Linked DNA regions of Mus musculus: region 2 is linked to region 1. A link is a contact called in public promoter capture Hi-C data. All regions are on one chromosome and are shown on one strand. Each heading gives the region's core, a stretch centred on a gene start, on an enhancer-like site or on the middle of the called end of the contact. The rest is flanking DNA. Distances are from core to core; before and after follow the strand shown.

Evidence for each region. Promoter capture Hi-C pulls out the DNA fragments that hold promoters and counts their contacts.
Region 2: a promoter capture Hi-C map of the HPC-7 cell line shows a contact between it and region 1, with 2.3 times the contacts expected there. The contact joins two enhancer-like sites. A contact is called at or near these places in 3 of 39 promoter capture datasets (the HPC-7 cell line, HPC-7-derived erythroid cells and liver), 1 of 484 Hi-C or Micro-C datasets (B cells) and 1 of 9 other capture datasets (liver).

Annotation. Positions count from the first base shown.
Region 1 is chr1:135,553,473-135,556,254 of GRCm38.p6, reverse strand. All of the region lies in intron 1 of Nav1 (neuron navigator 1), which reads left to right. Among named protein-coding and RNA genes, the nearest start is that of Nav1, 30 kb to the left of the region's middle. Within about 2 kb of position 1,499, at least 65 of the 459 cell types and tissues checked have an H3K27ac peak or open chromatin away from gene starts, as enhancers often do. A contact at or near this core is called in the HPC-7 cell line, where this site is marked.
Region 2 is chr1:135,843,389-135,846,088 of GRCm38.p6, reverse strand. It overlaps Tnnt2 (troponin T2, cardiac), which reads right to left. Exons shown (of 15, transcript NM_001130181.2): 4 at 445-534; 5 at 156-191. Among named protein-coding and RNA genes, the nearest start is that of Tnnt2, 8.4 kb to the right of the region's middle. Within about 2 kb of position 1,423, at least 33 of the 459 cell types and tissues checked have an H3K27ac peak or open chromatin away from gene starts, as enhancers often do. A contact at or near this core is called in the HPC-7 cell line, where this site is marked.

The DNA of each region.
Region 1 (2,782 bases), core at 250-2,749:
CACCAAAATCCCTGCCAGTGTCTTATGGAAGCCCCGTGGTCTTCTTTTTTGTAGAAGCCTTTTATAGAAGCTACTGGTTGGAAAGGCAAGGAGTAGACTTGGAGGAGGGCGCTTTGTCTGTGGTGCTCAGTCGGCCCACGTTCTGAGAGAGGTGTGAGTGCTCATGGGAGTGTTGGTGGATGCTCAGATAAGGATCTCAGAGCATCTGGGCTGTGGGTTTGCCTGCTAAGTGTCTGTATACTGTAAACTGTATACTCCATGGTTTCCTTACTGGGCTGCCCAAGGCTCAGAGCTTGCCTCCACCGCAGGGCCTCTTAACTAGCTTCTTCACTAGTCTTTCTTTCCAGAGAATGAACATTATACGCAGGTATAAGATTTGCATTTAATTTCGGAGTTTCTAGACCCTCTGCAGCTCCTTCGGTTCATGGATTCTTTCCTCGAGGGATTTGAGCTCTATAGAGAGGAGCAGGTGTGATGACAAGAGTCAACCTCTGCATTGCCGACACTGAGGCCAGATAGCCCTCAGTTGAGGGTGCTGCCCGGAACATTGGAAGATGTTTGGTAACATCCACAGCCACCGCATACTGGATGCCAGTAACATGTCCGTCTAGTCAAGAGTCCCCAGAAGTATTTCTGTTCTCAGTTGAGAGCCACTGTAACAGGGTCACAACTGAACCATCAGCTCCGGGGCCCAGGACAGTGGGTTTGTGAGAGAAGGCTCTCAGGCTCTGGGAGAGGTGTGAGAAGCTTGGTTTGCTCTTTTGTTTTCCCAAGAGTCTGGCACAGTGATAGTGCTGAGAGTAAGCTCTCTGACAGGGAGCTGCAGCCAGGGAGGCCAGGCCTGCCAGGTTGAAGGCATAGCATACGCAAAGGAACAAAGGTGTTGGTCGTGCCCGTGTCTCCAGGGAATGCAGACAAGCCACCTTGTTGTCCCTGGTCTCTGGCTGAGGAACAGAACTGTGGGACCTCCTTTCCTGCCAGGTGGGTGGATGGTAAATAAGAGGGAAGGGAACAACTTTCTGAATCTTCCATTAACTGGTCACAGCACGCCCCCAGTGAACCTAGGATTCTAAGAACAGCCCAGCTTAAGGTTCTAACTTAGCACCTGCTCATGGGGCAGACGCGTGCGTAGCTTCCCCAGCTGTGGACCAGGAGCCGTGTCAGCAAAGGGGAATGTTCAGCTGAAAGCAGACGCAGACAGGAAGCCTGAGTCGCTCGTGGTCATTGGTCACAATTTATGTGTTGTGGCTTTTCCAGGACTGTATGTCCTCTCCCTCTTCCCAACCCCCGTTCCTTCTTGGCTGTGGAGCTGATCTGCTTCTGGAATCTCTTCTCCCTGTTGTCTCCTTTCATTCATTTATACGTACGTTCACTGTTCACTCGTTTGCAAACGTTTAATGAGCCTGTGTTGTCTCGCTGAGGATCTCACTAGAGTGGCTTGTATGGGCAGGAGACTACGTGACCACACGCTGAGCTCTGAGGATGTGGCAGGAGCCAAGCGCTGCCTAACAGCTGGCTGAGTGAGGCCCTTTAGAAGCCTTTTAAGGGAAAGGGCCATTGAAAGAGGAGAATTAGGGTGAGTGACAGATAGCTCAGTTTAAAAGTCTGGGTAGTGAGTTTTATTGTAGGGTTTTGTTTTTTTTTTTTTTCTGTGTGTTTAAAAAGTTGTATGTCCAGTAAAATATGTCTGCCTGCCTGGGGACAATTGCTCTGACTCCCAGGTACCAGGAATTTGTAATGGCTCAGAAAATGGAGGAAAATCTTTAAAATGAGTTCCTGGTCTCCATTAAAAGCGTTTATGGTGTCTGGGGAGGCATTTCCCACTGATTTGTACCTGAAGAGAGCATGGAGGCTGGAATGATGGAGAGGAAGACAAAGACGCACGCTCAGGAGAGCGTGTGTGTGTGTGTGTGTGTGTGTGTGTGTGTGTAGTGTGTGTGGTGTGCATGTGGTGTGCACGTTTGGTGTGTATGTTTGCTCTTGTGCAGTGTGTGTGTATGTTCATGTGTGTGTTCAGTGTGTGTGTGTGTAGTGTGTTGTATATGTGTAGTGTGTGTGTGTGTGTATGTGTGGTGTATTGTGTGTGTAGTGTGTTATATGTGTGTTGTGTGTGTGTGTGTGTGTGTGTGTGTGTGTGGTGTATTGTGTGTGTGTGTGTGGTGTGTTGTATGTGTGTAGTGTGTGTGTGTGGTGTATGTATACGTTTTTGTGGTATGTGTGCACACATGCATGAGTGTGTGTGTGTGTGTGTGTGTGTGTGTGTACATTTAAGACAGAGACAATAAAAGTCAGGTGTTCGCTGGGACGATGGGGCAGAGCCATAGAGTCTACCTGCAGGAAGGATCTAAGACAGAGTACTGGGTTGGGCCCCCTCAGAAAGAGAATCAAGGACAAGATGATCTCCACCTGTGGGGAATAAAGCCTGTCACAGCTGGAGTCAGGCTGCTGCATTTGGAAAGAAAGGGCAAGGGCTGGAGGTCCAGAAGCTGGCCTTGGAAAGGAAATGAGCTGGAAAGACGGGGCGGAATGGTGGCAGTTCAGGAGAGAGAGGTGACAGTGTGTGTGTGTGTGTGTGTGTGTGTGTGTGTGTGTGTGTGTGTGTCTGTCTGTCTGTCTGTCTGTCTGTCTGTCTGTCTGTGAGGTGTTGTCCTTGCTCATTTGTTAATCGGTGAGCAGGAAGAGCCCAGCAGGAAGGGGAGTGGGGAGAGTCAGGGATCAGAGACAGCTTCCTGCTAAAACCCACACAGCCAGAAAGAAGGGTTCTTCTCAGAGCCTCCACTCG
Region 2 (2,700 bases), core at 174-2,673, 290 kb before region 1:
CAAAGGTTTTGAGTCCCACCCTCCCAAGCCCAGCAAGTACCACCAAATTCTGGCTTCCAACCCTTTCCTGTACACCCTCTGGTTACACAGGAATCCCTGGACACAGTCTCACCCAAGGCTACTATGAGGAGTTCTCTTGTGCCAGCATCACTTACCTTCAGCATCTTTGGCTTCTTCATCAGGACCAACCTCTAAACAAAACATGATCAATCAACAGAGGTCCTGTTCCAACTCAGATTCCCCCAAGAGCATTCCCCATGGTCAGGCAGGATATTCTGCTGGTTTGTAGGGTCAACCACAAACGAAGCTCTGTATTGACAATCATCACCCAGAAAGCAGACTGCTGCATCCCCCGAGCCCAGACAGGGACACAAGCTAGCAAGCACCTGTTGGACGACTTAAGACACCACCCCTAGCCCCTCATCCCCTCACCCTGGGCTGTACCTTCTACGTTGGCCTCCTCTGTCTCAGCCTCACCCTCAGGCTCAGGTTCAGCCCCACCAGCCTCCTCCTCCTCCACTGCCTCCTCTTGCTCTGGAGAGGTAAAAAAGACACCATGACCAACTGACCCTCTCTCTTAACGTGCAGAAAGCACCCCCAGAACAGAGATCACATCGGGAGGGTAGAACAGAGCCAGTAACATCCAGGCTCACATGATATAGGAGCCACAGACCCAAATGACAGAGGAATGCTGTTTGGCTCCTGGTTCAAACTGGAGCACAAAGCCACGCCCAGCCCAGGACTACTTCTGCAAGCAAAGATTCCTATAACCTCACCCACTCATCTACACTCTCATCCATGCCTCAACCGCCCCCCAAGTAAGTCAGTGCCCCAGAGTTCCCTGTCTGCTCCTTTGCAGGTAAAGTGAAATCCAACAGAAGGGTCCCATCTGACTGGTAAGTACCCCTAAATTTGGCTCCCTGAGAGTTTGGAAATCTGAGCTGGGTCTTCCCTAGTGTAGAAACACATTATATACATAGATAAAATATAATGGTGTGGCGGTGGGAAACACCAGTGACAGGACATCAAGACTCACTGCTGGGGACTAGTTGGGGTGAAGTTCTGTCTAGCCTCTTTCTGTCCAGTTTAGCACTAGCTTCCCCCATGACCTTCCTGGGGACAGAAATCCATCGTCTTCCCCAACTGTTCACCCCAGAGGTGCTGGCACCACAGGACAGGTCCTGACTAAACTGAGGTGCTAGGGAAAGTCTGTTGTGAATCCAGTGTCTCTTCAAGTCCTTCTTCCAAACCCAACAGAGGTTGTGCGGGCGGATGAAAGGTCCAATAGTTAGAGAGATGTGCTACCCAGAAGGTTGCCAGCAGTTTCTATTTTCATCGTTTGCTTGACAGGATGTGGATGGACCCCGCCTCTCCCAACATTCTGAAGGGACAGACAGATTAGGGAGACAGGATGCCATCCAGACCATGACTCAGCTTGGCGGAAGTGCTTGTAACATTCAGTGATTGATAGACTGACAAGTGGTGGCCCCTTGGCAGAGGGAGAAGAAACACCTCAGGACAGAAAGAACCATCAGAGGAGAGAGGGCCTCCACCCCCACTGCCTCATCGTCTCTGCCCTCCTTTCTTAGGACTGGGTCCCCACTGAAGTCCTGGGGTGCCTCTTCTTTCAACCCTCCAGGAGGTTTGTCAGGTAGCATAAGAGTAGAGGAAGGTGGCCAGCTATGGGGTCCACCCTGAGGCCACCTCTTCTCCCATTCACCCTAAGTTTCATTTTCCTGTGCCACGTGCCATGGGCCCAGTGGTCATTTAGAAGCCCAAGGAACAGGTCACACTTAGGCCTCCCTGGACATCACTGTAGGAAAGCCAGTCCTAAAATTAAGCCCCATTCTGTCTCCCCTCGCCTCCTGTTACCCCCAAGAAGCAAGTCCACCTTCACCCCACCTCTCAGCAGAACACATCTGAAAGCTGACATCATGTCCTTTCTGCTCTGGCTATTTCTGGCCTTTTCTGTCCCCAGAGCCCAACCTTGCCTTAGGCAAAACAGGGAAGGTCCCCACATGAACACTGACATGAGCAGTGGAGCAGCTGGGGTTTGTTCCTATCACAGGAATCCTTCTGTGACCATATGTGGAGCAGGTGGGAAGACAGGATAGCCCAGATCCTTCCCACTTCCCTCCCAGAAGGAAAAGAGGGAATGGGGGAGGGGTCCTAGGGTCCTGGCCCTCTGAAGTTGTTGGTCTCCCTAGCCTAAGCCCAGAGCCCAGGAGGAGCAAGAAAGCAGGGACAGGCACAGGATAGGGAACGCTGTACTACCGTCCTCCTCTTCTTCACTCCAGTCTTCCTCTTCCGGGTGCAGGAGGTGGCGGTGGCGACAGCAAAGGGAGCAAGCAGAACAGGTTAGTGTGCGGTGCAAAGCCTGGCAGCAGCGCAGACCACAACCAGCTCAGAGTTAGGCCTGAACTCTGATTCACAAGTCAACATTCAAGCAATATGGCAGCCTCACTCCTCGTGACATGCCTGAGCCTCAAGGACCATTGCCTGCCAACCACTACTGAGGATGGAGCAGCTTAGCATGCCTAGCAACTGAAAGCATTGAGAGAGAAGCGCCCCAGCTACAGGCCCTGGCTTCTCGCTCACTGAAATGGTAGACCCCAGTAGCAGGGAGAATAGGAAAAGATTTGACTCCCCCTCCAAGTACCCCACATTCCTGCTCTGAATGAGTTTTTGGACTGTCCCACA